Linked DNA regions of Mus musculus: regions 2, 3, 4, 5 and 6 are each linked to region 1. A link is a contact called in public HiCAR-type, HiChIP or PLAC-seq and promoter capture Hi-C data. All regions are on one chromosome and are shown on one strand. The core of a region is the stretch at or near the end of the contact, and the rest is flanking DNA. Distances in the headings are between cores, read along the strand shown.

Region 1 (5,096 bases), core at 1,173-3,672:
GGCTGAGTGACCTGAAGGTTAGAGAGACTGCCAAAGTCCTGCAACAAAACAAGACACACGGTGAGCGGGCACTCTGCAACCCCAGCCCTTCAGCCAACAGACAGGGACTATCGGCCCCAGGAACTTTTCCAACACATACCCACCCGGCTAATGAACACTCCCCCTCCTACACCTAACTCTGATCCAACCTTCAAGCAGGTATTCCCTAGCCAGGACACACCAACAAACCCAAACCACTACAACAAAACCCTCGCCTGCCCTCCATAGCCAAGGATTCAGCACTCTTGTCACTACTCCCCAACTAAAGCCTAAAAGCCCATAAGCAGGTTCTTAGCATAGGTAAAGCTACAAAAGCAGCACACGGCACGGTCAGAGGGGCTCAGGGCTAGAGCCCCAAGAACATTCCCCAGCCTCAGTCAACACCTGAGAGGAAACCTAATGTACAAAGCACAAGGAGCGGAGGGTCAGGCCTGTCCCCAAGAACACTCAGTACCGGGAGCCCACCATGCTCTGGAGCCAAATGGTTTCAGAAGGCTGTGCTGAGAAAGACCAGCAGTGCTCCCAGCAAGCGTCAGCTGCTGTTTCACTGAGCCATGCGGGCACATGGGGAGAGTATCTGCTCACAATCACTAACAGCATGCTGGTCTCAGGCGCCTATCCCACCTTCTCATACTTATGCAAAAGAGCCAAGTCTCAGTCCGCTGAGATAAGCCACCCGTAAGATGGCTCAACTGTGACTAGCCCGACTACTGTAGAAATAACCAGGGAGGAAAGCAGGTAACAGCCAGAGCTGAAGGGGGCGGGGCAGGCCACAATTTAGGAGCCAGCCCCAAACAAGGAAAACACACCCCCGAATCATCACAGAACAAGCAGCTCCAGCCATTTAGAAACCAGATGTATTCAAGGATTCAGGCAACACTCACCAGGAGCTTCAGCATCTCCTTGGTGTCGGGATCCACCTCAATGATCTCCTGATCTAGGGCTGAGACCTGAGAGGGAAAGAATCAAGTTCAAATTATGAATGCGTGGGTTATCTTTCACCTCCTCTGCTCCCAACGCAACACATAACCTTAGCTGTCCTGGAAAGCACCATGTGGACCAGGCTGGCTTCGAGCTCAGACATCTGCCTCCCAAATGCTGAAACTAAAGCTGTGCACCACCACAGCCCACTTTATTCTTGTGTCAGAACCATCTAGTGTGCATTCAGAAAGCAGGGTTCACACTTGGATGTCAAGCTAACCACGTCGGGAGGCACTCTCACTGGGCTCCCATGTGAAAATGAATTTAGACCTCGCAGAGAAGCTCAAGGTCGGCTGATTACAGGCACCCTCGGCTGGGTGTGTTGGCCCACGCCTTTAATCCCAGCACTCAGAAGGCCGAGGTGGGTGGATCTCTCATCATTTTGAGGAAATAGATTAAGACTTCACTGACATCCAGCTGCGTTCCCACCTCAGGTGAGCCCCCAGGAAGAGGTGCAGAGGAAGACCCACAAATCTTACCTCAGGAACGTAGTTATCTCTCCTCTCTCTCTCTTCTTCCTGCAACTTGATAGAGATGCCTCTCACAGGCCCTCTCTGAATCCGCTTCATCAGATGCGTGACATAGCTACAAGCAATGCGAAACAGTGACCACCTCCCACCAGAACCGACTTTGTCTCTACATCAAGGTCGGTCTCACCATCGGAAAGACACACAGACACACACACAGCACTGTTCAGATGTCCACTCCTTACATCCTCACTCGCCGTCACCAGCCCTCCTCCGAATGTCATGTACCCCGACTGGTCTTATCCGTCGTACGGACACAACACTGCTATTTTTTTGCACAACACGGCCATAGTGGTAAAATGCGGGAAGCAGAGACCACAGCAGTAAGGTTTTGAGGCCGGAGCTCTGCCTTCAGCTACCGTAAGGAGCCCGAACTAAGACCACGTCGGCAAAACCCCACTGTGGCCAAGGCACACCTCCAGCCCTTCGGCGGGCCGTCTGGGGGGAGCGGAGGCACCGGCCCGGGCAGGCTCTCCGGCGGCCGCGGCCCCCACTCACCCGGCTATCTTGTTCCGAAGCTTCTTGCTGGGGATAATGGCGATCTCCTCGCACACGCGCTTGTTGGTGTGGAAGTCATTACCCAGACGCGTGTAGTACTTCTCGATGATGACCCGGGCAGCCTTCTTCACGGTCTTGGTGCGAACGCGGCCCTGAGGGTGGAGAGGGCAAAGTCACCGGGGAGCCCGCGCCTCCCGCGGAGGGGCCGCGGCGCGCACGACTTCATGCGGAAGCGCGCCAGGCCGCCGGTGACGGCGCCGGCCCCTCGCTGCGGACTTGAGGCCGCGACGAGCGGAGGATGGGCGAGGATTGAAAAGGACAGAGCCCTGGGAGCCAAACACCTACCATGTTGGCGGGTCTCGGTAAAAGAGGAAACAGGAAACACAAGAGAGGCCTATAAAGCGCGGCCAGAAAGCCGCTTCCGCCTGGCTCGCGAGAGTCCCACAGCGGCCCCTAGCGGAGTGGAGTGAGGCTGCCTGGCTGTGGGCGGGGCGAAAGTCTGCGCGTGCGCACGCCGGCAGCTCGGCCGTCTTGGTTTCCACTCCAAATAGTTCCGTGCTTCTCTTGGGCGTCCGGTGTGTTTTAATCTAGGAGTTACTTTGAGGTCCTGAGATGGAGCCTAAAGGAGGCCCGAGCTATGAAAGGCATAGTAGTAAACAGGGTCATCCCCGATTTCCACCCTACCCGCGCCTCTAGTCAGAGATTAGTAGGGTCTAGCCTAATTGGTGAGGTTCCTCTCATTTCCTGGTGTCACAGCAAACATCACCTAGAGTGGCTTTTCTTCTCATCCCAGCACAGTATTCCATTCGAGCTGCTCTTAAATGTCTGAGCACAATTACTTTTCTCAGCTAGGTTTGAGCTAAACAGGAAGGGCTAACCTCGAGTGCTTAAATCAGTGGCTGGCTCACAGAGAGGTCTCAAACACTTTTACCAACAAATTAGGATCTCAGTTAACTAGACTGTTCCCGATTAGTAGGGACACTATCTCCAACCTTCAGCTTCTTCCGGTTGTTCTGCCATAACCAAGCCCAAAGCAGGCTCTTACGCTACGACCCAGTGGCTTCATCTGTCCAGAGAGGGCCTTTCCTCCAGCTCTTTCCTGGGACAGGGTCCTGCGCTCAAACCTAAGGAGACCGTGCTGGCCACAGGGCATGTATCAAGGGGCCAAGGCTGTGCTTCATCCTTCAACTCATCTACGTCACTCTGGTTAGGTGAAGAGCTGAAAGTCCTTACTCTAAAAGTAGCTCATGGCGGGAGGAAAAAAGATGTCCTTGACCATGGACCCGGAAGAATACTGAAGAGACCAAAGGGTCTGTAATCCCTGGGGGTTGCATCGTACATTACCAGTGAATTCCCAATGAAGTGGAGGCCAGGCTCCAGATGCAAGACTAGACCTTACAGTCTTGCAGGAAGAGAACTCTTGGATTCTGAGGAGTAGTGAGTTTTTGCACCTTACAAGGATTTAAGTACCTAGGAGTCCCTCTCCCTCAGACTAGAGTTTCCCAAAGGACCAGTTCAGCATGCTGCCGTCTCCACTTGAAAAATCATCAGACCTGTCATGAAGCCATGGAGCCTGTTAGAAAAGCTAGTGTAAGGGCTGTGAAGAAACAAAGCACTGCAGCGTGTCCTGGTGCATACCTTAATCCCAGCACGTGGGATGAATGGTAGGCAGAATTCCTGAGCTTGAGGCCAGGCTGGCTTACATAAGGAGTTCCAGGACAAGGCCACAAAGAAAGACCCTGAATCAAAAAAGCAAAATAGTAACCACTCAGAAAGGAATTACATCAGCACAAGTGTGTCCAAGAGGAAGGAGGAACACGTCAGGGCTCACAGGAAAGCAGCCAGCAAATGGCTCCTGACATCTTGGGAGTTGTGCCTCTAGCATTCCTAGGGCTCCATGTGGAGGAGGCCTTGAGGGGCCAAGAAGTAAAATGTACAGGCAGGCCTCCTATTCTGATTGTAATCACCCAGGTACTAGACACTCCAGAGTGGCTGACCAGGATGTAACAAGTCCCATATAGGAGCAGGTCTCCGCATGTACCTCCCATCCCTCTGGGCTGGTATCCCATTAGTGAAAATCCATGAAAAGAGGACTGGTCTCTGGAATCTTCCCTGCTTGCTACCACACCCCACCACACACACACCCAGATACAGAGACAAAACTACAACTCTGCTGCAACGTGTTTATTATGTGCCAAAAAAATTACACCACAGCTTACTCCACACATCTGTAGGAGAGTGCAGTCTTGCCTGCATATACAACAATGAGGTAGAGACTTCACACACAGCTTCACAAAACCCACAGAGTAGCTGGGATATGCAACAATGCAACATCAGCTCAGCAGGAGGGAGGGGTTATGACACTGGCTCTTTGGCACACAGCTTCCCTAAGAGAGGCAAGTAATCGTTAAATTAAAAAGAAAAGTCAAGTTTTCAATTCCAGTAGCGTCTTTGTCAACTGTAACTGTTGATTCATACATTCGTCAAATAAAAGTTGTAAGGAAGGGTATTTGCCCCTCTAAGAGAAAGGGCTCCTGTGAGCCTTCACCTGCCCCCACCAAAAAGCAGCCCTTTTTTTTTTTTTTTTAATTTTTAAGCTCAGTTACAAAAGAAAAAGTCCTGTGACTGTGATTAAAAACTTCTATCAACCCTCCCCCAACATAAGTGCAACATAAGGTGCCACAAACCATTTAAAACTATATACAGCAGCTGCTCAGACTTTTCCTCCGGTCCAGTTTTAAATAAAATAATTTTTCTCTTGGTTACAAATGCTTTGATTTGCAACTGTGACCAGCAGTCCCCCAGACACAAATTTGCTATAATGTTAAAAGCTGCCAAGAAAGAAAAAAAAATATATTGTTCCAAACGACTTAAAAACTGTTTTAAGGAGTGTAAAAAGGAACCAGTAAAAACCCTCGAGCGTAAACTATGAAATATGATTTGGTTTAAATGAAGAGCAAAGTCTCCTTTGTTTGTTACAGTAAAAAACACCAGCTGAACACTCAATTGATGCCGTTCAGGTGGGGGTTAAATCAATGGAAAGGCACTGTA
Region 2 (5,096 bases), core at 754-3,253, 1.9 Mb before region 1:
CTCCCAAAACCAAACACGGGACAAATGGCTTTTCAGACTAACTTCTCACGGAAGCTTCTTGGGGGTCAGGATTGAGGCACAAACTCGTGGTCATCTTAAATGGTCTCTCAGTCTGTCTCAAACACAACACGGTATCCTCCGAATGGGCCCTGATATGCGCTTGGGTGTTGCCTGGAGCCTATGCACCTTCCCACCATAGCGAGCCTCACAGAAGCAGGATTAAGCAGGTTGAGTAACCTGCACACAGAGGGAACTCAGAAAATGTTCTCCGAACCAAACCATTAAGCTGGGCCCCCTACAAACGGTAGTCCCCTGTTGCTAACCCCCGACTTACCAGGCCGAGGGGGATATGGCCACCGCCAAAGTGGGGCAGGTTCCCTCTGCCAAGCAGACCTCCACGTCGAACACCAGGGCCCGCTCCTCGGGGATGGCCACGGGTTCGGCCTCCCCCTCGGGGCCGTACCGGGTCCAGCCCTCCGCCCAGGCCCAGCTCTTGGGCTCGGGGGGCAATTGGGCCTCCAATAACGAGGCGGCCGCCTCCAAGTAAGGCAGGCTCTGCTTCTGGGCCAGGAGGCGGAAGTGCTGGTCCAGGTTGCCCCCGAAGAGCCGGGGCAGGCGCAGCTCCACGTCTGGCAAGGGCGTGGCCGGCTGCCCCCAGAGCCCGTGCTTCTGCAGGTGCTCTACGCTGCGCTGCACCGCGGCCTCGTCGGGCATTTCCCCGCCGCACCCGAAGATCTGCTCGTGCAGGCCTCTCGACAACATCTGGATGAGCAGAGGGTTGAGCCGCAGCTGCCCATTCTCGGAGGAGGGCATTTGCGACGGCGGCCGCCCGTCGCTGGGGACGGGGTCGAGGACGGAGCTGGAGACCCAGCGCGCGGTTGCTGGTACTGGCCCTGAGGCGACCTTGGCGCCAGCCACCTTCTTCCAGAGCAGGCGGCTCATGGTTGGTGCAGGGAGCCCCCCGCTGTGAGTCGGGGCACCGGGCTTTGGGCTCCAGCTTGACTGCTTTTAGTGGCCGAAAGACTCAGAGAGAGACGCGTCCCCTCTCTGTGCTCCTGTCAGTGAAATAGGTCTCACCATGCCTGCCTTCCTCACACAAGTCCTAAAGGAGACAGACGATAAAAGTGTTATTACAAGTGTCACGGACTTGAACAAACCGCTTATCCCGCAACAAACATCTGCTGCGTGCCAAACAAGCATTTTCTCCACTTGATCTTAGCCAAAAGGCCAGAGCGGAGTAGGGACATTTTTCTGTTACGCCTCCAACAACCTTAAGAAATGGCACTGCCCCCTCCCGAGGACAGGGCCACACCGGCTCGGCAGTTAACTTGGGAGAAGCCGCTGGAGATGCTGAAATGGGGAGACGCAGACAGACCAGGGTTCTGGCTCTCCAACTGCGTGACCTTGGCCCAGCTCCTTAGGCCCCGACCTCCTCCTCTGTAAAATGGGGTTAAGAACTCTAGAGCCACGGGCCACTGCTGTAAGAGTGGCAGAGGGCGCGCTCGTCGAGTGGCCCTAACCCCAGTAGGCGCTCGGCAGACAGCAGTTGCCAGTCCCACCCCGCCGGCGGCCCGAGGGCCTAGCGCCCCAACTTCGAAACCCGCCGAACGAGCCACAGCCTCGGGGTCCGCACCCACACCCGGGCGGGCCTAGGGCGCCCTGGTCGGGGCGTCGGCGGCCACCCCCGCACGCCGGGACACAGGGTCCCCGCCGCAGCCGCCGCCCTGCTCCCGGCCCGGCTTCCCGAGTGGAGAGGGAGCAGCCGCGCCCGGCCCTCCCCCTGCCGAGCCCGCCGGAAACCTCGGTCCGCTTCGCGCTTCCCGTTCTGCGGCAGCCCACAGCCCCGGCGACGACGCGGCGTCCGCGGCGCGCGGCCCACGCAGCCTCAGGGTGGCGTGCGGTCTCGGGAGCAGCCGCAACTTCCCGTCTGCGCGAACTGGGTCCCGCGGCTACCCAGAGGCAGGCGGGAGACTCCCCCGAGCGTCCAATAAGAGCGCCGCCAATGGAGCCGCCCGCCCGCGGGGGTGCAGAGGGACTTCCGGGTGAGGTCCTCCGCTACTTCCCTCCCCACGGAAAAGATAGACCAGTCTGACGCGAGCCTGAAGGCGGCTACACGCTTTAAGCTAAGTAAAGGCACCTTCTCGCTGGCGGCCGCGTGGCCTAATGGATAAGGCGTCTGACTTCGGATCAGAAGATTGCAGGTTCGAGTCCTGCCGCGGTCGACTTGTATGTTGTTTTTATCTGTCAGTTTGTTAATCCCAAGATTCCCTTTGGAAATAAAGCGAAATTGACCGTAGTGGTTATGACCAACTTCTAGTCTAAACTTAATTCTTGGAACTCAAGGATCTGAGCAAACAACTGTCAGGGTGACACATTGCTTAAACGGTGACAGCGGTCGAGAGCCTTGTCCCGGATGGAGAGTGGAGCAAACGGAGCACGTGCCGTCCGAAGTCTAGATTTGTCACCTATGGACCGCAAAGGCTAAGCCTCGATGGAGTCTCCTCCCTCCTATCCCGGACAATGATGCTGGGGGTTGATGCTGTTGAGTCCGATTGGTCGCGCCCACCGGGCACAGCTGAAGCACGTCCCGCTTCAGAGATCTGTCAATCTCTGGGTCCACCTCCCGTTGCTCCGGTTGTTTCTGCTCCCAGCTCTCCGTAGAGGGTCAGCTGCAAAGGGTCAGGCGAATATGGCCTGGGTGAATAACTGGGACCCAGGGATTCAAGTCGAGAGTCCCGTACGAGGAAAGAAAAGATCAGGATTGCTTCAGGCAGACTAGGGGGCACAAGCAGCTGATTAGGGAAAAAATTCGGACCGCGCTGAACGGCAGCCCCCACTTCCAACCAGCGAGACCACCCGGACGCTGAGAACTGTGTACAGGAGAGAGGGTCTTTGACTTTTTTCAGGAGTCGCTCCTCTATCCGCTTTTCCTGTCACTAGCAGCGGCAGGGACTCATACAGAACCCTTCTCCTTTCTCCTTTTCTTAGTTTCTTCCCCCTCTTTTGTCTGTCTGTCTGTCGGCCTGTTTGCTTGTTTGTTTGTTTTTAACGATGAGGTCTCACATTGTAACTTAGAACTTACGCGGTAGCCCTGGCTGCCCTCCCGCCTCAGTGCTTGAACTACAAATATCCACAATCTAGCTCTCCAGCTGAGACATTCTTATACATTTTTCTAGATGTACTTAATAGACATAAAGTGATTTTTGTTTGTTTGATTGGTTGGTTATCAGTTTTATATATATACACACACAAACCAGAGTCAACTAGATAAGAGATTCCTTATTTTGTGATTCTTCTTGCTTTTACATAACTTTGCTCAGTTTATTTTGCTATAAGGTGAAAAAGGAGAGGCTCTTAACTCAGGAAGCCTCCGAGCAGGAAAAACAATTTCATTTTTATTTCATAGTCTCCTACTGAAATTCAGTGTTCTCTTCATCTGTGAGCCTAGGCAAGCTGCCACGTGGCGCTAGCCATACCCGTGCCTTGTTCTCAACGGTGTTATACTCGCTGTAAATTTTTCAAAACTTTGATTGCAGCCATTGGAGTTTCAAAGAGCGGTAGCTGCGAGGAAGAGCCTAGAAACTGCGATTTAATGGACTAACAAACCCCGCATCATCAGGAAGCAGTGATGCACATCTTCAACCCCAGAACGCTGTGTTGGAGCCCTCCCCTGGGCTGTGGGAATAGCTCAGTGGGGGGAAGAGCATGGCTTGCAAGAGCGAGCACCTACCTGAAGCCGTGAAGGGAGGGAATACGTGAGGGGGGGGGTACGCGGGGGGGGGGGGGGCTGCCACACCCAGAGACTCACAGATCACCCGATCTAATCAGCAAAATCTGGGTCCCCATGAGAGGCCTGGTTTCAGAAGGCAAGATAAACAAGTCCTGAGAAACAAACATCCAAGGCTGACCTCTGGTCTCCACATACACATGCCTGTGTTAAATTGACATCTGACCCACAAAGAAACAAATACCCTATTAACTGATCTTCCCCCACCCCACCTCCAGCATGCCTCAAATAATCTCTGTCTCCTGTCTCTGGCTCCTGCTGAGTGTGTCTGTTTTGGGGGTGGGGGTTGCCTGAGGAGTTTTATATTTGTTTATTTTTGAGGCCAGGTCTCACTATGCAGCCCTGGCTGGCCTGGAGCTCATTATGTAGACCAGGTCCACTCTCACACAGAGAAATCTTCCTGCTAGGATCTTTGAGCCTCTGTAAAACCCATAACAGGGCCAAACTCCTGGAGTTATTAAAGATGACATGGTTACATGGTATAGTGTTGTAGGTGTGTGTTCAGCCTCGTTCCTTTGGAAGTTAGTGAGTCCACCAACTAGTTCTCTCTCAACTTTGAATTTCCGATCCTCCTGCCTCTACCTCCAGAGTGCTCAGATCACAGGCTGCACCACTCTACACCTGCTTTATGAAGATGAAACCCAGAGCTTGCTGTGTGCTAGGCCAACACTCTACCAACAGAGCCACATCCCACAGCCCTACGGACTAATTGGAGAGGCCAGCAGAGTTACTTAAATGGCTCAGGAAACCACAGGAGCCACTATGGCCACCAGGAAGTTAGCAAATGTGAGGGATGCAGGAAGAGCAGACGGAGACATTTGGTCTCCTTGGCCAGTGGAGTCACCCAAAGCCTGCCTGGTGACCTACCCAGTACTAGATTGTACTGGGGAGCAGAGCTGATGATTTCGGGGTTCGCCACTAAGCACTGCACAGTGAAGCAGTGAGGTACCCTTTTCTCTGGGTTCAAGTATCAGATAGGTTCTCTCACTGAAGAGTGTGCCAATCAGTTAGGCTGGCTGGCCAATATCCCGAGTTCAGATGGACAACGAGCAACCCCAATGCCTGGTGTGCTATGTGACTGCTGTGTCTTCCAGCTGTCCGCTCTAGGGCAAGCAGCCCTACCTCCCTATCACTCTTATCTCCCCATTAATGAAAGAGGATAACAGTTCCGTTGTCGCTTCAGCAGGCACGGAGAGATAACAGGGGACAGACAATAGCCTTAGAACAGGCGCCAGCAAGCCGGTGGTCAGCACTGATCACCACCACTAAGTGAAGGCCAAGCCCTGGGATGGAGCTCAGTATGAGGCCT
Region 3 (5,096 bases), core at 1,737-4,236, 1.6 Mb before region 1:
ACATTTACGGCCAGTGCTCACACTGGTCTCCAGCCTCTTGAGCTTCAGTACCACGGCCTCTTTGTCAGCTTTAGACTCTAACAAATATCTAAGCAACATGCATGCGTGCTGAGTGGCTCTGAAATGGAAAAAAAAAAAAAACAAAACCGAGGAAAGTAGTTTACAAACCAAATAAAGTTCCATTCATGAAGGGAAGGAGAAACATCAAAAAGCAAAGCGAAGTGTCATGCTGAGGCGGAACTTTTGGGGCAGTTTCTCATGCTGAATTTCTTACAAAAGTGGCATTCTGCAACAGTCCTCACAGAGGAGGGCCAAAGGGCGAGCATGCAGTGGAAATGGGACACAAAGGTTAGGGAAGAGGATGCCACACACAGGGTGCAGCTCCCCCCAAAGGCCCTCTGCTGGCCCAGATGGGCTCTCAGCTCCACAAACCTTCACATCTGCTATGTGCCCCTACATAGGATGATCTTCAGATTTCCTAAAGGAACAAAAATCTGCCACTTAGTTTAAACTGACTAACTACATGCGACAGGAAGCAAACTCAAAAACCAAGTGAAGAGTCCAGGCTCAACATTTAGTTTTTAAAACTTAAGGACCAAATACACTCCAGCATAGTAATGCTTTCAGCGATTGGTTAATATCACGCCAGCTATGATGACAAAATCTAAAGGAACAAAAATCTGCCACTTAGTTTAAACTGACTAACTACATGCGACAGGAAGCAAACTCAAAAACCAAGTGAAGAGTCCAGGCTCAACATTTAGTTTTTAAAACTTAAGGACCAAATACACTCCAGCATAGTAATGCTTTCAGCGATTGGTTAATATCACGCCAGCTATGATGACAATGACATGGTGATGAATATAATAAGTCAACTAGAGTCACAGACATCCAAATGCATCTGCAGCCAACTTAACAAAAGCAGGTGCCAGGTCGGGTGTGGTGGCTCTCACCTTAGTTCCCAGCACTCAGGAGGCAGAGGAAGGCAGATCTCTGTTGAGGTCAGGGCCAGCCTGGTCTACATAGAGAATTCTGGGTCAGCCAGGGCTATATAGTGAGACCCTGTTCAAACAAACAAAGATCAGTAGGCGCTGGCCCCTACTCTCTTAGAACTGCAAACTGCATTGGCATCCCTGCACAATTTAAATATTATTCTCAGTAAAACTGCGGCACAGAGCTGGTGGCTCCTGTTTACAACTCCAGCACCCAGAAGATGGAGAGAAGAGAATTATGGGAGCAGTCTGGGCCACATAGTAAGACTTTCTCAAAATAAATAAAATTCTCCCCAAAGTGGTACATTTTTTACAATGATGAGTTGGTTTTTATTTGTTTGTTTGTTTGTTTGGTTGGTTGGTGGGTTTTTCGAGACAGGGTTTCTCTGTATAGCCCTGGCTGTCCTGGAACTCACTTTGTAGACCAGGCTGGCCTCGAACTCAGAAATCTGCCTACCTCTGCCTCCCGGGTGCTGGGATTAAAGACGTGCGCCACCACGCCCGGCTTGTTTGTTTGTTTTAAATAAAGTAAAAAGGAGGGCCAGAGTGAGAGCAGGAGATAGAATTCACTCTCTGACCAGAGGCTCACACTGCTTATGTTATACAGCTTCCTCTCTCAGGTTTGGTTCAATAGTGGCTGAAAACAGGGCATTATTTTAGGAATGCTAGTTGGTTTGTTTGTTCATGGTTATATAGTTCCTTAGAAAGATTGGGAAATAAAATTTTGCTGAATACATATATCCTAAATTAAAGACAGTGTAGGGTACATTCTGGGACCACTGAAATGATATATGTGTTGACCTCTAATGAACCATGGCTAATCCTCAGCCATTCTGAGACTCTATCAAGTTAAACAGAAAGGCAGCATGGCCTAAGTGAAGAGGTGGGCTGGTGCTGGAGTCAACTATGTGGACCTGCATCTTTTGGCTCGGCCACATTAGTTTTTCCTAGCCTCCTGGTTCAGTTTCCCTATATGTGAAATTAGAATATTAAAGTATCTCAGGGCTGCAATGGAGGCTCTGTACAGTCAAGTCTCACCATTAGGACTTTTCTTACTTGTATGCTTAGTTAATTTTAGAGGTTGACCACTTAAACATCTGGAAAAGAAGTGTTGTTAAATTAAACTCCTATGTTTCACACATACCCCTTTTCCTTTTCTTTTAAATGATCACCGAGGGGCATTCAAATTTCTCTTTTAAAAAAAAATGAAGTAGGATTAGTTTTAAACACGCATTGGTGATTTCGAAAGTACACTATGTACTTGGGAGGTATTGTTCAAACACTTTGTCCGCTGTACAGTTTACAGTTTACAAAGCAGCTTTTTAACAGCTTGATATCTCCAAGGCGCAGACTGGACCAAAATGAAGATAAAGAAGATAAATCTGTCTTTCCGTGAGTTACGACTTCACGAGCGCTCCAAACTACAGGTGTTCTGTTTCCTTAGCTACAAAAGAAGCTCCAAGTTTCTCTGGAAAAGAAATCTCTAGGAAAGATGTCGAGCGGCTGGGAACTTTCCCTCTCCTGGGGAAAGTTAGGAGATCGCACTCATGGGCCGCTGTCACCTCCCGAGACACCGAGGTGGCTGACACGCACAGTCCCTCCGGGTTCACAGGGAGGAGGGGCTCGGCTCGCAACTCCTCAGTGGGAGCTGGCCGCGGCCTCGTGCCTCGATTTACCGGGCTGTGACCTCTTTCTCCGAGAAGAAACCCTGGGTCCTGAAGGGACGGGGGCGGAGGCCGACAGCACCTGACTCACCTGAAAAGTCGGTCCCGGCCCTGGCTTTGGTTGGCGACTCGGATGAAGGCGTCCATGGCTCCCACCCACAGCCACGCGTTGCGCCCGCTCCCTCGTGGGTCCCCTGGGACGTCGCCGGTCCCGGGGGACAGCGGGAACAGATTAGTTGCCAGGTGGGTGGGACTTCGTCTCTCCGCCCACACGGGGGTGGGCACACCTTCGGAAACGCGGCTTTTGGAGTTCCGGTTAGTACCGGAAGTGGTAGTTACTAAGGCGACGCCAAGCCACAAGACTTGTGAGTAGAGCTGAGTTTCACAAGGTCGTGGCCTTCTCCCGTCTTGGTTTCCAGGTAGAGGCACTGAGTGGGTCATTCCCCTGCCTCAGGCGTCCAGGTGTCCCCAGGTACCCATGAACCCCATCAGGAATGCTAAATGGTCTTCTCAGGCTGCAGGCCGCATCCTTTCCCAGTGTCAGGCCTTATGATGCAGGCAACAGAGCTAAGTCAGTTCCTGGGGTGTGTTTCTAGCAGAAGAGTGGGAGTAAAGTGGGAGAATTTTCTATTAGGATTATTGAAAAACCAAATGATTCCTGAGGAAATCCTACAAGCTCCACACCAGCAAAGCACAGGCAAGGGAGATCAGTGACATTGCACCGCTGATCGTTGGTTCTGTGGCGTTTGAAGATGGAGCCCCACTTAGTAATTTTCTTCTTTTCACCGCTTCTCCCTCCTTCCTCGCCTCATTACCTCTCCCCTGTCTTTCTGTTTACCCTACCCCTTTATGATATTATTCCAGCAATGACTCTGATGGCTTGGGTGGGAATATCCTGCTGAAACACAGCCTCAGTCTCGTCACCCAACCTTCTTAGGGGATGCCCCAGAGGTGCTTTTCTAAGGATGGGGTAACATGTGAGTTCCTAGGCTTCTCTGAAAGCTTGTGGGCCAGGACCCCTCAGTGACGCCTCTCTAGCCAGCTGAGCTACGCTCACTGATCCCTGCAGGGACCTGGGCCACATTAACTGTACAATAATGCACAATACATGGTCCTCCCTCAGCTGGCAGGCTTTCCTAATGCTCTAACTTGTTACTGCGGACAGCAAGGCTCCCTATTGTGGGCTAGTAAAAAAAAAAAAAAAAAAAAAAAAAAAAAAAAAGAAATAGTTGCAGATTGAAACTGGAGGGCGATTTTACTGCCAGCTTGAAAGAAAAAAAAAAAGACAACAGGGCAAACTGTGAATCTCAGTAGCTTCCAAGAATAGAGAGATGAAGAAGAGGAGGAAAAGAGAAAGCCGTGCTTTTTACAATGGAGGTTCCCAAGCAGCAGCTTGGTGAAAGGGTGGGAGCAGCGTGCGGACAGCATGTGAGAAAACCCAGAGTCTCTGGTGGAAGCTCTGCAAGCTGCTCCTTGAAAGGAAATTTATAAGCTTGCTCGGTGTGTCTGTGAAATCGGGTCGCCTACTTTTCTCTATTCCCTGCTTCGGGCCTGCCCCTAACACTTGCAGGCCCGAAGTAAAGTACACACCAGACCTATAGACTCTATGTTTAACTATTTGAAAATTGTATAACAAGTAACAAACTGTGAAATATGTTCTAGTTCCTTGATTGACACACATTCTCACAGTAACAGAAAGCCAGGCTGACTTTTAGAATTCTAAGGCTCCTTGAAACACCCACAAACACAGCTGGACTATGTAGTAGTACAGAGAAAAATGACTCCCAGACCTTCCCCACTTCTCTTCTGATTTCTTGCTCCCCCTACATTGATGAAAGGGGGGAATGTGTGGATACTGCAAGCCACACTCAAAATCTGTCGAATATCTCTGCAGACAGCTATGCTGTAGGCAACAGTTAGGTCTATCTGTGCTCATGTTAGCATCTGGTTCCCCTCTAGGAGGAACTAGGGAAGGCTTGTGCAGATCCTGGTATCATCTGGGCAGTGGTTTCCGTAGACTTGACTAGAAGAGGGAAGTAAGGTTTTAGGTAAGGATATCCTCTTGGCTCCATGACCGTGTAATTCTCCTTTCCAAAAGAAAGAGCTACGGAGAGAATGGGGCATCCTCTTTAAGAGCCCAGTGGCTCAGCCTCGTTTTTCCACCCTGCACCCCCTCTCCTCCTACCACCTCTCCACTCCTACTTCTATATCATTTGGGGTGGAGGGCTGCTTTGTGACATACTGGGTTTGACCAGAGCTACTTCTGATGGCATGGTTGTGTAGCAGTACGCATTTGTTGAATACTGGCTAAGTACAAATCGCGCTGCTTGGCTCGCTGTGCAGGAGGAACCACAATGAATGAATGAGCACAGTTGATCTGTCCGATGACAGAGACAAACATGGGTGCTTTTCTTTCTCCTGAAGTGCAAGATTTACGTCA
Region 4 (5,096 bases), core at 731-3,230, 1.3 Mb after region 1:
TTACCTAAGATTGTGGACAAGTATAAAACATAACAGTGCAGAGAAATTATAAAAGAAAGCAAAATCCTCCTAGTCTAACGTGTGCAATTTCCCTTCCGCTTTATACTTTTGCTGCCAGTTATAGCTGTTTACACTTGTTAAACTTCTCTGTCTTTTTGAAACAAACAAACAAACAACAAACAAACAAACCAACCAGCTCACAGAAATGATGAGATCAGACGTCCCTAATGGAAAATCAAAGGAATTAAATTTTAGTTCCCTAAGAGAGAAAAGATGGCATCATGGTTTGAATCTGAGATGTTCACATATTTTGAACCTTTGCTTTCCAGCTGATGGAAACACTCTGGAAGGCTTTTGGAAGCTGGCCTCTACCTGGAAATAAGTTGTAAACAGCAGCCCTTGGAAGATGAGAGCCTGGGTCTTGATTCCACAGGCTTTCTACCTCCTGGTCTGCCAGCATGTAAAAAGTCTTGCTTCGTGTTACATGAACAAGAACCCCACCATGTTTGACTGCCAGGGACTGCACCCTCTCAAACTGTATGCCCAAACAGACCTCCTCTCCTTCGCTGTTTTTACCACAGTGCTACCACAGTGGTGCAAATGTACCTAACAGATAGTCTTCAACAACAAATGAATATGGACAGATCTTCCATCTTTCCTTCCAACAGGAAAGGAGGCAAAAGATGAGAGGTGGTATGGGGAGGGATGATGGTGAAGAATCTTTGCCCCGTTTTGAGACAATGACTCATGAAGGTAGCCAAAGTTTAAAAACCATTGGCTGAGTGGAACTATGTATGTCATAGTAACTACCCATTTTGTCAAAGATTCTTGTACCTCAGTTATAAAACTGAAAGCAGCTAAGGCAGTGCTCTCGCTGCAACTAAGTGTTTGCAAGGGACATTTCGGCAGAAGTTATTAGCCATGCTTCAAAGCCTAAAGGGGATTCCTCTTACATTGGCAGTCCCCCCAGCTCTGTGGATGGTGATATTATTCTTGAAGAATGTAAAGTCCCTAATATAATGAATTTCCTGATGGGTGGATGGGAAAATAACTTAGTTTGTAGATAAATTCAGATTCAAATACATTTTTTTTCTTACATACAAGATTTTGCAGATTCAAGCCTTAAAAGTTATGTTTGCATCTGTTCAAACATACAAACAATGTTTATTACAAAAGGGGCTGAGAAACTGCTCTCAATCAATATGTGTTGTAGCTGGTTGCCCTTAGAAGGGGATTACAAGTACAAAGGGCTTGGCGTTACTCAGTTACTCTTATTCACTTATCAAAGGTGATCTAACCCCTGGGTAAACAGTAAGCTTGAGGATAGAGAAGAATGTGTTTACTGGTGATGTAAAGTTGTTAGGCAGGACTTACAAACCAAACCTGAGGTTTACGGTGAGGACTATTGCCATTTTTGTCTGTCAGAAAGGCCTCAGGAAAATGTTGCCTTGGCAGGAATAAAAATAGAGTTTAGAGGATGGAAGGTTCTGGGTGGCAAACGAAATACCATGGATACTGTTCTTTTAAGTTAACCAATAGAATCGGTGGGTGACTCCATCACTTACCAGCCATATTTGCTCATACTACTTAGCTGATCTGAACTGTATTTTAGCTTAAATCTCTGGATGGGAAGCCTCAGGGAATGCAAAGAAAATAAGTTTTGCCCAGGAGCTAGCCAAGCAGAGGAAATGGGCAGCATTTAGCAGAGCATAAGGTCGGGGGTGGGGGGTGGGGGGTGGGGGTGGAGTAGGGGTCTCCTCCGGTTCAGGCAAGGGAGTCCTTAGGGGGTGTGCGCGGCGGGGCTCGCGGCTCTGCGGACGCCACACCGGGCGGACGTTTCTTACCCGCAGGTGCAAATCTGGCACAGACACCAGTTCCTCATGCTCTGCGCTCCAGCGTCCCCCTCCGCAGGCTTAGGCTGGCACACTTCAGAGCAGCTACAGCGTCCGCCGTCGTCAAGGCGACCGCGGAACTCCAAGTTGAAGGGAAACGACGTGGCTTCCGGTGATGTTCTAGATGCGCGCGGGTCAGAGGTCACAGGCCCACAGGCCCCGCCCCCAGGCTCCTGCGACTTCCGGTCTGAGCTACCCCTGGAGTCTTAGGTGCGTGGGTGAGGTGCGGCGTGGAGCTGGTGAGTGGGGGGACTTGCTAGGGACGCCGGCGACCAGACGGTGACGGAGACCCGGGGGGGTCATGTCGATTGGGCTGGGCGAGGAGTGTCCCGAGCGGCTGCACTTTATAGGGACCCGGTACTCTCAGCGGCAGCGACTCCAGGAACCCAAGAGGAGGAAGGGCATGCAGACCTCGATTTGCTTCTTTTAATTGGAGAGAGGGGTAGAAGGTGTGTCGTGCACCTGGTGTGTTCCTAGGCACGTGATCCAAAAACTTTTAAGGACACTCAGTGCAGTCACAGGGCCGAAGTTCTCATGTCTGATAAAAGCCAGCAAGCTTGACAGAAAGGCAGACTTTTGGAGGGACTGAAGTAGGGAAGGGTGTGTGTGTGTGTGTGTGTGTGTGTGTGTGTGTGAGAGAGAGAGAGAGAGAGAGAGAGAGACTGACTGTCTGTCTCTGGTGTGTGTGTGTGTGTGTGTGTGTGTGTGTGTGTGTGTATGTATGTATGTATGTATGTATGTGAGTGTGAGTGTGACTTAGCCGGGCGCCTCTGCACCTGGCTCCCAACTGCGTGATTCATCGCATGGCAGATCCGGAAACTCCCAGCTCACCCCACAAGTACTGTCAGCAGGATGTGTGGACTTTACCATGGAACATGGGCCTAAAGGACTATATCCCCTCAGGGCCAGAAGGAAATAGATGTGGCTAAACATTCATTGGGTTCTCAGTTAAGGAATCTGAGGCGACTTGTCAGCATCAGCATCTCCCTCTCAGTTTGTCCATTTGGTTTTCGCTGTTGTGCACACCACCCCCACCCCCACCCCCACTAGATTTTGTACCATTTTTAATTTGCATTTAATGTTTAGTCCCAGGAAATAACCATGGTGCTCAGTGGTGTTGATAAGATGATTCGACTTCAGAAGAACACTGCCAACATTAGGAATATCTGTGTTCTGGCTCATGTTGACCACGGTAAGGCTTTTAGAATTGGGTTTTATTAACAAAGAGGAAATGTCTCTGTTTCATTGGAGCGGTGAGAGTGATGCTTGCTAAGGAGTTGTGTGTTGTGCCATGTCAGAGAAGCATGCTGTAGAACGTTTGAAATAAATGGATTAACGGGTGATTGGTGGTCTGCCCAGTATGTCATACAATGCTTTTGAATTTGGATTTTTGTTAAAATATGGAAAAGTTTCTTGAGATGGTAAAATGTCTGTGGTCTTGGTAGAATATATCTTCTATAAATTCTATTTAATTCATCCTATACTGAGCATTTGCTAAGTTGGCAGTGCTTTTTTAGATTTGTCAGGCCCTAGACATTTATGAGGCCAACCTGTCCAGCCAGAGAAGCTTTAGGGAGGAATCGGGGCTTCGTGGTGAGATGGGCTGGGGGTGGGGTGGGTGAGAGTTTTGAGACCTGGAGGATTGGGTAGCAAAGTGGTTAAAAAGAATTGTTAGACGTGCCCCTTGAGGGGCTGTGGGTGATAGGGGGGGGCAAGCAGTACAAATGGAGGTGTGGAGACAGGCAGAAGGAAGCGCGTGTGTCTAAGGTGGGGTTCAGCTGTCTGCTTTATCCTGAGACTACTCTTCATTTGAAACTCTTTCTTCTCATAGCAGCAGCTCAGCATTTAGAGTCCTGTTGAAGCCAAAGCTCCGTATCATTTTAAAGGCGAGGGAGACACAGGCAGGGTCCTGTCACAGACCTCACCATTCCTGTGTGACTCTAAGACAGGATCAAGCTCTCTAGCTCTGGTTAGACATCCGGAGCTCTGAGGTCTTTTCAAATTACTTTCCGTTTGAGTGTCAGTGTGTAGCCCATGTAAAAGGAGGATAAGGAGAATCTCTGCCAGTGGTGAAATAATAGTGAAATGGTCATTAACAGTTTTATTAGCGTGTTGGGAGTCATTAGGAAAAATATAGCAAGGGCAAAGTCCTCCAATTGTAGATGAGATTAGACTGGGAAAGGTGCTTGGCTGGGTTAAAAGGCAGGAAAGAGGCTTGGTGACTCTTGTCATTAACATGAGCTCTGAAGACAAGGAGAGAGGGTGGGTCACTTGTAGAAGATCCAGCTGACACTGAGTTTATATACAAATAAAGTGACTAGCCTGCCCATGGGTACATGTGTGCATGTTTGGAGGATATAAGATCTAGCCAAAGGTTTTACTTTGTTTCTTTATTAATTCTTTTTTTTTTCCCCTTTGAGAATTAAATAGCAGATTGACTAGTGTGTAATATATCAAGCATCAAACATTGTTGACCAAGGGATTCAGCCTTGCCTAATGATGCAAAGTCTCCCTTTTGGTGGTACATTGTAATGGATGTATGTTTGCCATGCTTAGAATGAATTCTGCTCTGTTGCACAGCAGGAAAGTGACTTTCTAGGATTTTTAACTCATTATTTAAGCTCTTCAGAGGTCCCATTGATTAGTCTCTGGTTTATGCTATTATACAGATTCCACAGATTATGTACATACAGACCACAAAAAGCTGTATTGTAGGGAAAATCCAACACTTGTTAGGCCCACTCAACTGTGGAAATTGCATATGCCCATATCATTCCTTAAACACGAGTACTGTTTATGATGCTTGAAATTGTGTTAACTCTGGCAGTATTCTAATAAAGGGAACTGTAAATGTGTACCTGATTATGCAAAGACTTCTTACAGTAGATTTCAGGTTTAGTTTTTAACTGGATTGCATTGGCTACCGCAGTGTAGCCCTCCACAGGCAACAACAGGAAAACACATTTTCTTATTAAATAAGTGCAACAGTTTAATTTGCTAATGTCAGCCAGGGTCACACACAGGTAAATACGACAGAAGACCACATGTTGTAGTTTCCTGGTGATGGTTTACCCAGAATGCCTTTCTGAGCTAAACACTATTACTGTACTTTTGCTTTCTGAGCTTTTAGAGTCTGTGTGGGATGGTTGGTAAGTTATAATAGTCTTGATTGATTTCTTAAAGCTAGCTAGATTATAGTAACAA
Region 5 (5,096 bases), core at 1,250-3,749, 1.2 Mb before region 1:
ACAGCCAACACTATACAGAGAAACCCTGTCTCGAAAAACCAAAATAAATAAATGATTTTTTTTAAACCCTGATGATCAGCCACTGAATAATTTATTCTTGGATACTGGGACTATTTGTCCCCTGCAAGTATACAAGACTGGCAGGGTACCTTCCTGGTCTAGCCACCAAGAACGCCTCAAAATGGGGCTGGAGAGATGGCTCAGCAATTAAGAAGCACTTACTGTTCTTATAGAGGACTCAAGTTCAATTCCCAGCACCCACATGACAGCTCACAACCATCCATAAGTGTAGTTCCAGGGAAACCAATTCCCTCTTTTAGCCTCTGTGGGCAAATAGGGTCACAGGTGGCATACGTACAAACATAAATTCAGGGGAATTGATACAAGTTAAATAAAAATAAACGAGTCTTTAAGTATCTATCTAAAAAGTTAAGGTGAGGAAATGACAAAGTTTCTAACCAGGAGTAGAATAAAGGGAGTCTAAGTAAATGCTCTGTCCTCTGGAGAGGCCGAATCTCTTCCCAAGGTCCTAGAGGGGCCAGCAAGCGGCTGCTGGAAGTTGCAAGTGGGAACCAAGGGACAGCAAAGACATTGGATGTTGTTGGTTGGTTGGTTGGTTTGGTTTTAATCACCTCCCCACTTGGAGACCTTCAGAAAGGACCTTCCACTGGCTGCTTTTTAAAATGTGTATCCAGATTAGGGGTGGGGGTGTGTGGCTCATGCCTTTAATCCGAGCACTTGGGAGGCAGAAACAAGTGGATCTCGGAGCTTGGACCAGTCTGGTCTGCACAGCGAGTTCCAGGACAGCCAGGACAAAATGGAGACCCTGGCCTCAAAAAACCAAAATAAATAAACAAAATGAGTATCCAAATTCAGGATCCCAAAGTAGCCTTATTTTCTTGTTAGTGCAGTTTCTTAAGGTAGTTTTGTTAGTTAGTTAGTTAGTTAGTTAGTTAGTTAGTTAGTTAGTTTTGGTATTACCATTTTACCAGACTCCTCAAAAGAGAGAAAAGATGAAAAAGAGGAAAACCACTGAGTGCCTTTAACTTCTACCATATTTTGCTGCAAAGCTGCCATATGTGGGTCTTGAAGGCCTGAGGCACTTGATGGGGCTTCAGAGGTTAGAGGCAGATCCCAAGAACACAAAAACATGTATGTCCCTTTCTCCTTGGCAAAGGGGAGTGTCAAGGGCCCCGCCCTCTCCCTCCTCCTGGCCCCCAGCTTCGGTCAGCTGCTCCCACGGTGAGTTAACGATTACCACTCTAGCCAGAACAAACCCCATAGCCAAACCCACCCCCTCTTCCTCATTCCTCTGGCTAACCCCAAGGGGTTTTGAGCCAGGTCAGGATAGAATTTCCGTGGCAACAGGCATCAAAAGAGGCCACCAAGTGCTCTACATTGTTCCGTGCCTTTTGTAGCAAGGCGCTGAGTAGCAAGGGTATGAAAGATGCCCACATGCCAGGTTGGGCAATCTGTTAGTAATGGAGACTCTAAAACCCTGATTATTTTGTCCGGAGTTGCGCCTTCACGTCTAAGAAGTAAGCTGAAGGCAACGCAGAGATCTCATGGGAACGACTGACTGCAGAAAAATGACAATATGCGTGCAGTGCCAGGTCTCCACAGCTTGTATGCCAGGCAGGACCCACTCACATGCAGCAGCTCGTGGTTGGCCCAGCAAGGGGCCAGGAGAGGGCCCAGACTGAGCGTCCTGCGCAGCGAAGGGTGGGGGAGTGGCAGAGAAACAAAAGCGGGAAAAATGGAAGGACATTCCTCCAGCTGTCGAGTAAAGGTTCCAAAAATAGCTGACGTGGGCCTGTTGGAGAGGAGGGACCAGAGTACGCAGGGATTGGAGAGAAGGGGAAGTGGAGGCCTCTCCTCCTCGCCTTTGTCTGAGCCGGGAGCGCGAGGTGACCCTCCTCTGCCTAGGGCTGCAGCAGGCCGCTCCAGCCCCTCTTGGTCGCTTGTCCCCTCCAAAGGCCCAAGGCAGTCATGATACCCCACCCTGGGTCCAGGTACCTCTGGAAATGCTCCCCCGGAATACCTGGAGAACCCCAGCCCTGATAGGACCCAGCAATCCCGCCCCAGGCCACCAGCTGCCACTATCCCCTGGGTCCCCACCCCTGCGCCTGCAGCGGCCCAGGCGCGCGGGGCGCGGGAGCTCGGTGTAAGGCCACCTCCCGGCCCTTTGTAACCCGCACGCCGCTGTTCCCCGACCGCCGGCGTGTCGCGAGTGGCACTCCAGGGTCCCCCTCCCGGGACGTCGCCACGTCGCAGCGCTGCACGCGAGCCCGCCCCCCGGTGCGACACTCACAGTGGCGCCGCGGCTGCTCCGGCCAGCTGGGGACAGTCAGTGCTGCCGGTGCCCAGGTCCGCGCTGAGCCCGAGGCTCTGCAGAGCGAGCTCACAGCCCGCAGGTAGCCGGCCATCCCGAGCACGCGAGGTCCGAGCACGCCGCTGCACCGGGCTGTGCGGTGGGGACTCTAGGCTGGCCCTGGTGGCTGGGACCCAACCGGGGCGGAGCTGCAGAACCTGCCGCCCCATTGGGTCTCACCCGGGAGAAGGCGGGTCCACGCCAGGGCAGGAGCCTGCTCGACACCCTTGGGCCTGTTCCAGAGCTCAGGCGGCCCCAGTGCTGAGCCCGCGCTTTCTGGGAGCCTCCATATATCCTCAAAGCATCAGGTACCGGGGAGACCCATCGGGCCGCGGGGGCTCACGGCTGCAAGACTCCCCGCTTCCGTTAGAATGTCAGCTGCAGACACGTCGCCTTAGTCCCCTGCGTCCTTTGCGTTTAGCTGACCGACGGACCTGAGGCGCTTTCATCAAGACAATGACAAGCTTTGCCGTCTTGAACCTAGACCATGGCAACTTGGGTCTCCCCCAGGTAGCGTCCAGTTGGGTGGACTAACCAGGATCGAGAGTTGAAATGCCAAGTACGGTGGAGGCAAGAGGATGAGAAGTTAGGCTACATACCAAGTTCTAGACCAGCCTGGGCTATATGAGACGCTGCGGGGCGGGGCGGGGGGGGGGGCGGCTGGAAATCCTCCTTCTGCTCCTGACTAGGCCAAACTCCTAGCCCCAAAGTCCTTCATCATGGCCGACTCTGTCTCTTCTGGACATAAGAGTGCCTGCCAGGAGACTTCTGTGACATTTGTGTGTAAAGGTTTGAGGTATGTTCATCCTTCAATAGTACAACCACTGCCCAAGTTAATTATATTCTATGCTAGTAGTTATGTAGCCCTGAAGGAAAGCCCATGTCTCCTATATCCTAGGCAAAGGTCCATCCACAACCCAGCCCAACAGCTCCTAGTTTACCTGTTTGCGTGGGGAAACAAACAGAAACATACAAGCTAAATCCATCACTGTTCATTTTCTTGAAGTAGGGGTCACTGAAGTCTGGGTTTTGTGTATCAAATATCACAAATCCACCCCAGCTCTCCCAGTCACACCAACTCACTCCAGATGAGAGCAACCTTTCTGCCCTGTGCTCCCAGCTTCCCAACCCAGCTTCACAGTGTTGTCAGGTGGAGCTATGCCAGGAAAGTGGCCTTGAACTGCCAACATCAAAGCTTCCCTCCTGGAGTCTCAATCCATCCGAGTCACAGATTTGGTTCTGGGATCCAGTACAGAGAGTATATGCAAAGGAGAGACATCTGGGTCCCTCCAGGGACTGAGGAAAGGAATAGGAAAGTCTGGCCTGGGGCAGCATGTTCCAGAACAGTCTGAGAGCCCTTCTACGAGATTCCCAGTTCTCTTGTGTAAACACCGGTAAAGACCACAGAGGTTGTTGACTTGGGCTTTCATGCCATCCTGGAAATACCAGACCCCTGGACTCCAGGATCCACACGTGCAAGGTCGGAGAACAGACTTCCTATGCATCTTTCTAGACCAGTTAGAGTATGGATGAAGGTCAGCTACCTGCACTGCCTCTGTGATTGCTGCTGAAGCACAAGGGGCTTCTACATAGCAGACTCCGTCTCAGAGTTCTGCCAAGTCACTACCCAGCCTCAGTGTCTGCGGGCGGACCAAGGCAGAAGTCTTCATGTTTCTAGAACCATCCCAGGCAAACCTTCTAAGTGCAGCATCAGTTAGAACCAGTTGAGACAAGGTCACTTTCTTCTTCCTTTTCTTCCTCTTCTGCTTCTTGTCGCTCTGAGACAGGGTTTCTTCTCTGTAGAATCCTGGTTATCCTGGAACTTGGTATATAGATCAGGCTGGCCTCAAACTCAGAGATCTATCTAATTCTGCCTCCCCAGTGCTGAGATTAAAGGCAAGGGCCACCACTGTGCAGCTGGCAAGGTCACTTTTTAAACTGCCCAGCTTGTTGCCTGCTCCTAGGAGTGACTAGATCACTCCTAGTGATCTGTGAGGCAGCTGGGTTTAGCAGAGCTCAGAGTGGAAAGGACACCATTTCAAGTCATATGGCCAGGATGTAGTTCAAACCAAATTATCTGGCTGACACCCCAATATTTGCTTAAGGGGAGAAGAGAGAAACTAGGGACTCTGTTTTTCTTGTTGGGCACTCCTGGCCATGGTAATTTCTAAAAATTATTAATTTATGTGTATAGTTGTTTTGCCTGCATGTGTGTCTGTGTACCACATGCATATATGATTGGTAGTCTCAAAGCCAGAAGACAATGCAGATCTGGAGTTACAGACAGTTGTGAGCTGCCATATTGGTCTGGGAATTGAACCCAGGTCCTCTGGAAGAGTTAGCTCTTAACCTCCAAGCCATCTCTCCAGCCCCACACAGACATTTTAGACCCTGAAAGTTTTTCCGTGATGATGATGATTGTCTTAGTTAGATTTTTACTGCTGTGATCAGACGTCATGACCAAGGCAACTCTTATTAGGATATTTAATTGGGACTGGCTTACAGGTTCAGAGGTTCAATCCATTATCATCAAGGTGGAAACATGGAAATGTCCAGGCAGGCACGGAGCTGGAGGTGCTGAGAGTTCTACATGTTTATCTGAAGGCCACTAGGAGAAGACTGACATCCTCAGGCAGCTAGAAGGAAGCTCTCAGAGCCCACACTCGCAGTGACACACTTCCTTCAACAAAGCCATACCTACTCCAACAAGGCCATACCTGCAAAC
Region 6 (5,096 bases), core at 1,051-3,550, 1.1 Mb before region 1:
ATGGTACCTGTCACGGGAGCCTGGGAGAGGCTCTGCTGGTTCCATGATGTCTGTTCCCAGGCTCCCTTGGGTTTGGTATTGCAATCCAGCCAAGTGCAGCTCCCAACTTTCTCAGTTGCAAGGGACTTGTTGTCTCTATTCCTATTTCACAGTATCCCACAACTCATGACTGACAAATAACAAGGCCACCACCATGCTCAGTGGCTTCTATGTACTTACCCTAGTATTGGCAATGCCCTGGCTCTAATGGGAGCTAAGTAAACAGTCTTGGGCCAACAAAACAGCTGCCGTTTTCACTATTCCCTGGGCTAGTAGCAAACCTGTTGGGCCCTCTGTTTTTGATGAACCCCAAAAGAATAACTAGTTAAACAATGGTTATGGCCTAGGAGAGATTGTTTTATTTCCAACACTCTATCCAGACTCCCAAGAAATATGGTAAGGGGCTGCTCTTCTCCTCTAGCCTAGATTTCACCAGGACGGGCTGAGCAGTCAAGAACTGCAACCTGTGAATTTGGTCCCATTGGTGCTTCTGAGAGGGGCTGCCTCAGAGCAGATCCCTCCTCATTTCCTGCAACCACTTCGGCCCCACGAGTTGATCCCCAGGATCTTAGGGCCGCTATCAAGCATCAATCCCGCAATTGCACAGCATTCCCGGTACCATCTTCAGCCCAAGAACTTCAACTGGATAGGAGATTCAGCAGCCACGGGCCCCTGTTCATTGTCAATGAAGAAATCTGGGAGGCACTATATTTCCAGCTCTAGAGTCAGGCTCACTAGCCGTAAGTATTCAAAAATAGCCTTGGTCACTTTTGACTGGTGTAAATTCCTAGTAGCAAATGTTACAGCTGGGCTGCTCCTAGGATACAAAGTGGCATTCCTGGTAGTATAGGCATGGGGGGAAGGCAGTGGACCCGTTTATTTACTTGCTTCTATCTAGTGACCCTGGTGATAGAGATGACAGACCAATTCCAGCCCTCAACCAAGGTTAACAGGGAAATGGACATGTAAACAGGCTAATTAAGATCCAGTGTGGTAGAGATGCTAGAGGGAAGCATGGGATGCCAGTCTTGTGTGTTACTGGAGCACAGATGGGAAAGAGGTGAGAACATCTCTTTTGTGGGTACTACAACTTAGTGGGGGTCCATGTCTCTACTGCAGAAGGCCAAGCCAGCAGAAGGCTAGAAGCCATAAACAGAGCCCTGTCAGGATCAGTGCCACCCACTCTAACCCCAAGGCAGGGCTATCTTCTGCAGCCCAAAAGACAGGAAAATGGCTCATGGACTGAATGCTGCACCTTGCCCTCCATGGTAAACTCTGAACACAGAGGAAGCAAGGCTGGGGATCTTCCCCTATGCCCTGCCTCTGCACCAGTACTGCAGCATTCCAGCCCACTCCTCAACATCATCCAACACAGGTAAAAGAAGGAAAGCCCAGCACTCAACCAAAACAGCAAATGGTCTTCAATCTTTGCTAATTGAAAGACTGCCAACAAGTTCCAGATTGAAAAGCTCTGGCCAGGACCTTTGTTTGCAAAAGGCAAAAAACACGGAGACACCAAGAGTTCTTCAACATTCTAAGATTCTTTGGGGATCGGTAAAGACTAAAAGATGAAGAGCTAAGGCCAGCTTGTATGCATCGCTGCTCACCAAGCCTTAGGCTGAGTTTATCCCTAAGCGATGGGTCTGAACCCTGGGTATGGCTTGGGGCTGGAGGTCACTGGGCAACAAGGAATTCCTTTCCCGGAGGAGTCAAAAGCGACTACGGTGTAGTCGCCATCAGAAGATTGCTGAGGGTACGCCCTTCCTGCCACAGTGGCAGAATCAGGCAGGCCTGGGCAGCCTGTGCCAGAGGGGCGGCTCTGGGCAACTGAACCCGTCTTTTTATTAAAGTTTATGTCGTTTTCCAGGCGCGTGCTGTACCTCCTTTCGATCCTCCCGTCTGAGGCAAGCTCTTCTCATAGTTACAGCAGGGACGCCCAGCCCAGCCTGGTGACTAAGGCCTGTAGTTCCAATTACTTAGGAAGTTGAGACAAGATGATGAATTTAAGGCTAGGACAATTTAGACCGTTTCAAACATTTTTTCCTTTTTAATGGCTAGGGAGATAGCTCAGTGGCAGTAGCTTGCCTAGCATGTACAAGGCCCTAGCTTGGCTCCCCAGCACCACAAAACCAAAATCAGCAGGAAAGGGTGGGTAACTGGACAATACAAGGACAGCCCCCGCCCACCCAGGAAACGAAAAGCGTAGGATACCGTCTAACTTCCGGTTATTCCTTTCTGCTTCCGGGTTCGCCCTCCCACTTCCGGTGCTTTCCGGTCGCGAGCTGTAGATACCACCTCGCGTCGCAATGGCGCTCTCTCTGAGCCTCTTTTTGGGCGGTCGTGTCCGCACCTCTCTCGCTCGCTGTGGGTTCGCGTCCCAGGTCATGGCGGGCCCGGGTTCTGTCAGCTGCGAGCCGGACCCCGATTCCGACTGGGAGCCGGAGGAGCGGGAGCTCCAGGAGGTGGAGAGGTACCTGCTTCGTGGCGAGCCCTCAGCCTGGAGTTAGGCTTCGCGCCCCGGCGTTCCATGCGCCCCCCCCCAGCTCCGGGCGTCCGGCAGCCGCGTCTGCACAGGCTCTAGTTTCTTCTCATCCGTTGTCTAGGGCACAGGGGCAAGTGATCAGCTCCCTTGACACCCTAGGTCCCGTTGCTTAGTGACGTGTTTCATCACCCGTTAGAGAGTTCGGCATGCTTACGTTCAGGTGCTGTAGGTGTTAGGTTTCTGGGGGCAGTGCACCCAGAGTGCTTTAACCTGGCAGACATGCGGTCAGACGAGAGGGCTGAGCTCTCCAAGATTTAGTTGGATGCTTTTTGAAACACTAGTCTTGCTTCCAAGCTCGGCTTTTGCCATTGGTTCTTTCCCCCAGCGCTTTGAAACGTCAGAAAAAAGCAATGCGATTCCAGAAAATACGAAGGCAAATGGAGGCTCCAGGTGCACCACCCAGAACACTGACGTGGGAAGCCATGGAGCAGATCCGGTGAGACGTTGCTTACAAAATGGGATTTACCTTTTGGGGGATTTTAAGTATTTAGTATTATTGCCTTTAAAATAGAAAGCGTCATAATAAGGAACTTCCTAAACCTGTCCAGAATTTTGTTTGTTTTGCGATGCTGGGATCAGCACAGGGACTTGCTTATGGTCCACTGAGGTCATCACCTCCTAAGGACATACCTAGCTTGGTAGGTACATTATGGACAGTTGATTGAAGTTTGGAAAGCTCTTCTTTTGAGGCAACCTCATGTAGCCAGCTGACCTCCAGGACACTGTAGACAAGGATAGCTTTGAACTCTTGTCTTCCTGCCTCTGCCATCTGAGTTTTGTAATTGAGATTAAAAGTATGTACCAACGCTCCTGGATTTTTATTTTATTTATGTATTTGTTTATTTATTGACAAGACCGCTCTGTAGACCAGGTTAGCCTGGAATTCTTGGGGCAATTCTGACTCTGCCTCCCAAGTTCAGGGATTACACTGTGTATGAGTCACTACTCTTACTTGAAAGGCGTCTGAAACGAATTTTCTTTAAGGGGGCTGGAAAGATGGCTCAGTGGCTCAGTGGCTAAGAGCACTGACTGCTATTCAAAAGGTCCTGAGTTAGCTGGACATGGTGGCGCATGCCTTTAGTCCCAGCACTTGGGAGGCAGAGGCAGGCAGATTTCTGAGTTCGAGGCCAGCCTGGTCTACAGAGTGAGTTCCAGGACAGCCAGGGCTACACAGAGAAACCCTGTCTCAAAAAAAAAAAAAAAGTCCTGAGTTCAATTCCCAGCAACCACATGATGACTTACAACCATCTGTAATGGGATCTGATGCCCTCTTCTGGTATGTCTGAAGACAGATACAGTGCACTCATAAAATAAATAAAAATTTGTTTTTTGTTTTTTTAAGATTTCTTATTTATTTATTATATGTAAGTACACTGTAGCTGTCTTCAGATGCACCAGAAGAGGGCATCAGATCTCATTACAGATGGTTGTGAGCCACCATGTGGTTGCTGGGATTTGAACTTCGGACCTTCAGAAGAGCAGTTGGGTGCTCTTACCCACTGAGCCATCTCACCAGCCCCCTTGGTTTTTTTTCTTTTTTTTTTTTTTTTTGAGACAAGGTTTCTCTGTGCTGGGATTAAAGGCGTGTGCCTTTAATCACCCGGCTTAAATATTTTTTTTAAAAAGAATTTTCTTTTAAGTATTAAGGTTTTTTTTCTTTCCTCCGCTTTTAGGAGCTTGGGGGCGATAGCTCAGTTAGTAACTTGACTGGCAAAATGGGGATCTCAATTTGGTTCCCCATTACCCATGGAAAAAGCCTGATGTGGTGGCATGCTCTTGTAATTGTAGCAGTGCTGAAATGAGAAGCAGAAACACGGCATACCCCTGGCGCTAGAAGGCGGGTTAGTCTAGCCTCCATGGTGAAGTTGCAGACCAGTGAGAGACCCAGTCTCCAAAGGATAGAAGGTGCTGGAAAACTTACAGTAGGGATTGTCCTCTGACCTCCATGTGCCCAGACACACACATGCTGCCTTCACACTTGAACACACACATATTTTTTATTTCCTATTTAAGCTTAGTTTGGCTTATGAACAACTGAAATCCCACCATTGAGGAATGGGACAGAGGCAGGTGGATCTGTATGAAAGCTCTGGTGGTCTACATAGTGAGTTTTGGGGCAGCTAGGGCTATATAGTGAGACTTGTTTCAAAACAAGATTTTTGAGACGGGTTCACATATCCCAGGTTGGTCTCAAATGTGTTATCTAGCTAAGGGTGACTTACTTTCTGAATCTCTTGCCTCCACCTCTTTTTTGCTTTGTTTTGTTTTGGTTTGGTTTGGTTTGGTTTGGTTTGGTTTGGTTTTTCGAGACAGGGTTTCTCTGTGTAGCCCTGGCTGTCCTGGAAATCACTTTGTAGACCAGGCTGGCCTCGAACTCAGAAATCCGCCTGCCTCTGCCACCACGCCCAGCTCTTGCCTCCACCTCTTGTGTGCAGGGATGGCAGGGTGTTACCACCACATCTAGTTTATATAGTGCTCAGGATTGAATTTTGGGCTTCTGTGCACATAAACCCCT

What was found. HiCAR-type assays count read pairs that join an accessible place to other places. HiChIP or PLAC-seq counts read pairs in DNA pulled down with a chosen protein or histone mark. Capture Hi-C pulls out chosen DNA fragments and counts their contacts.
Region 2: a promoter capture Hi-C map of liver shows a contact between it and region 1, with 2.9 times the contacts expected there. The contact joins the promoter of Polg here to the promoter of Rps17 in region 1. A contact is called at or near these places in 1 of 39 promoter capture datasets (pre-B cells) and 1 of 9 other capture datasets (liver).
Region 3: a contact with region 1 is called in an H3K27ac HiChIP or PLAC-seq map of large pre-B cells, with 10 times the contacts expected there. The contact joins the promoter of Wdr93 here to the promoter of Rps17 in region 1. A contact is called at or near these places in 1 of 39 promoter capture datasets (liver) and 1 of 115 datasets of contacts at active chromatin or transcription factors (large pre-B cells).
Region 4: a contact with region 1 is called in a HiCAR-type map of astrocytes, with 3 times the contacts expected there. The contact joins the promoter of Saxo2 here to the promoter of Rps17 in region 1. A contact is called at or near these places in 1 of 39 promoter capture datasets (pre-B cells), 1 of 484 Hi-C or Micro-C datasets (CD4 T cells) and 2 of 115 datasets of contacts at active chromatin or transcription factors (astrocytes and cardiomyocytes).
Region 5: a contact with region 1 is called in a promoter capture Hi-C map of liver, with 3 times the contacts expected there. The contact joins the promoter of Idh2 here to the promoter of Rps17 in region 1. A contact is called at or near these places in 1 of 39 promoter capture datasets (liver) and 1 of 9 other capture datasets (liver).
Region 6: a contact with region 1 is called in a promoter capture Hi-C map of liver, with 2.3 times the contacts expected there. The contact joins the promoter of Ngrn here to the promoter of Rps17 in region 1. A contact is called at or near these places in 3 of 39 promoter capture datasets (liver and neutrophils) and 1 of 9 other capture datasets (liver).

Annotation. Positions count from the first base shown.
Region 1 is chr7:81,342,812-81,347,907 of GRCm38.p6, forward strand. Rps17 (ribosomal protein S17) reads right to left here and starts at 2,423. Exons shown (of 5, transcript NM_009092.3): 1 at 2,391-2,423; 2 at 2,046-2,197; 3 at 1,500-1,605; 4 at 924-989; 5 at 1-38. The coding sequence starts at 2,393. Cpeb1 (cytoplasmic polyadenylation element binding protein 1) reads right to left here. Exons shown (of 12, transcript NM_007755.5): 12 at 4,215-5,096.
Region 2 is chr7:79,464,270-79,469,365 of GRCm38.p6, forward strand. It overlaps Polg (polymerase (DNA directed), gamma), which reads right to left and starts at 2,004. Exons shown (of 23, transcript NM_017462.3): 1 at 1,801-2,004; 2 at 335-1,102. The coding sequence starts at 942. It overlaps n-TRtcg5 (a tRNA gene), which reads left to right and starts at 2,150; the gene lies at 2,150-2,222.
Region 3 is chr7:79,740,163-79,745,258 of GRCm38.p6, forward strand. Wdr93 (WD repeat domain 93) reads left to right here and starts at 2,987. Exons shown (of 18, transcript NM_001381990.1): 1 at 2,987-3,075. It overlaps Pex11a (peroxisomal biogenesis factor 11 alpha), which reads right to left and starts at 2,969. Exons shown (of 3, transcript NM_011068.2): 1 at 2,748-2,969; 2 at 3-118. The coding sequence starts at 2,803.
Region 4 is chr7:82,646,548-82,651,643 of GRCm38.p6, forward strand. It overlaps Saxo2 (stabilizer of axonemal microtubules 2), which reads right to left and starts at 1,981. Exons shown (of 3, transcript NM_177894.4): 1 at 1,845-1,981. The coding sequence starts at 1,882. It overlaps Efl1 (elongation factor like GTPase 1), which reads left to right and starts at 2,067. Exons shown (of 20, transcript NM_175317.3): 1 at 2,067-2,131; 2 at 2,979-3,084. The coding sequence starts at 2,994.
Region 5 is chr7:80,112,851-80,117,946 of GRCm38.p6, forward strand. Idh2 (isocitrate dehydrogenase 2 (NADP+), mitochondrial) reads right to left here and starts at 2,500. Exons shown (of 11, transcript NM_173011.2): 1 at 2,312-2,500. The coding sequence starts at 2,426.
Region 6 is chr7:80,258,915-80,264,010 of GRCm38.p6, forward strand. Ngrn (neugrin, neurite outgrowth associated) reads left to right here and starts at 2,301. Exons shown (of 3, transcript NM_031375.4): 1 at 2,301-2,509; 2 at 2,907-3,017. The coding sequence starts at 2,346. It overlaps Ttll13 (tubulin tyrosine ligase-like family, member 13), which reads left to right. Exons shown (of 15, transcript NM_177765.3): 14 at 461-779; 15 at 1,415-1,907. The coding sequence ends at 1,611.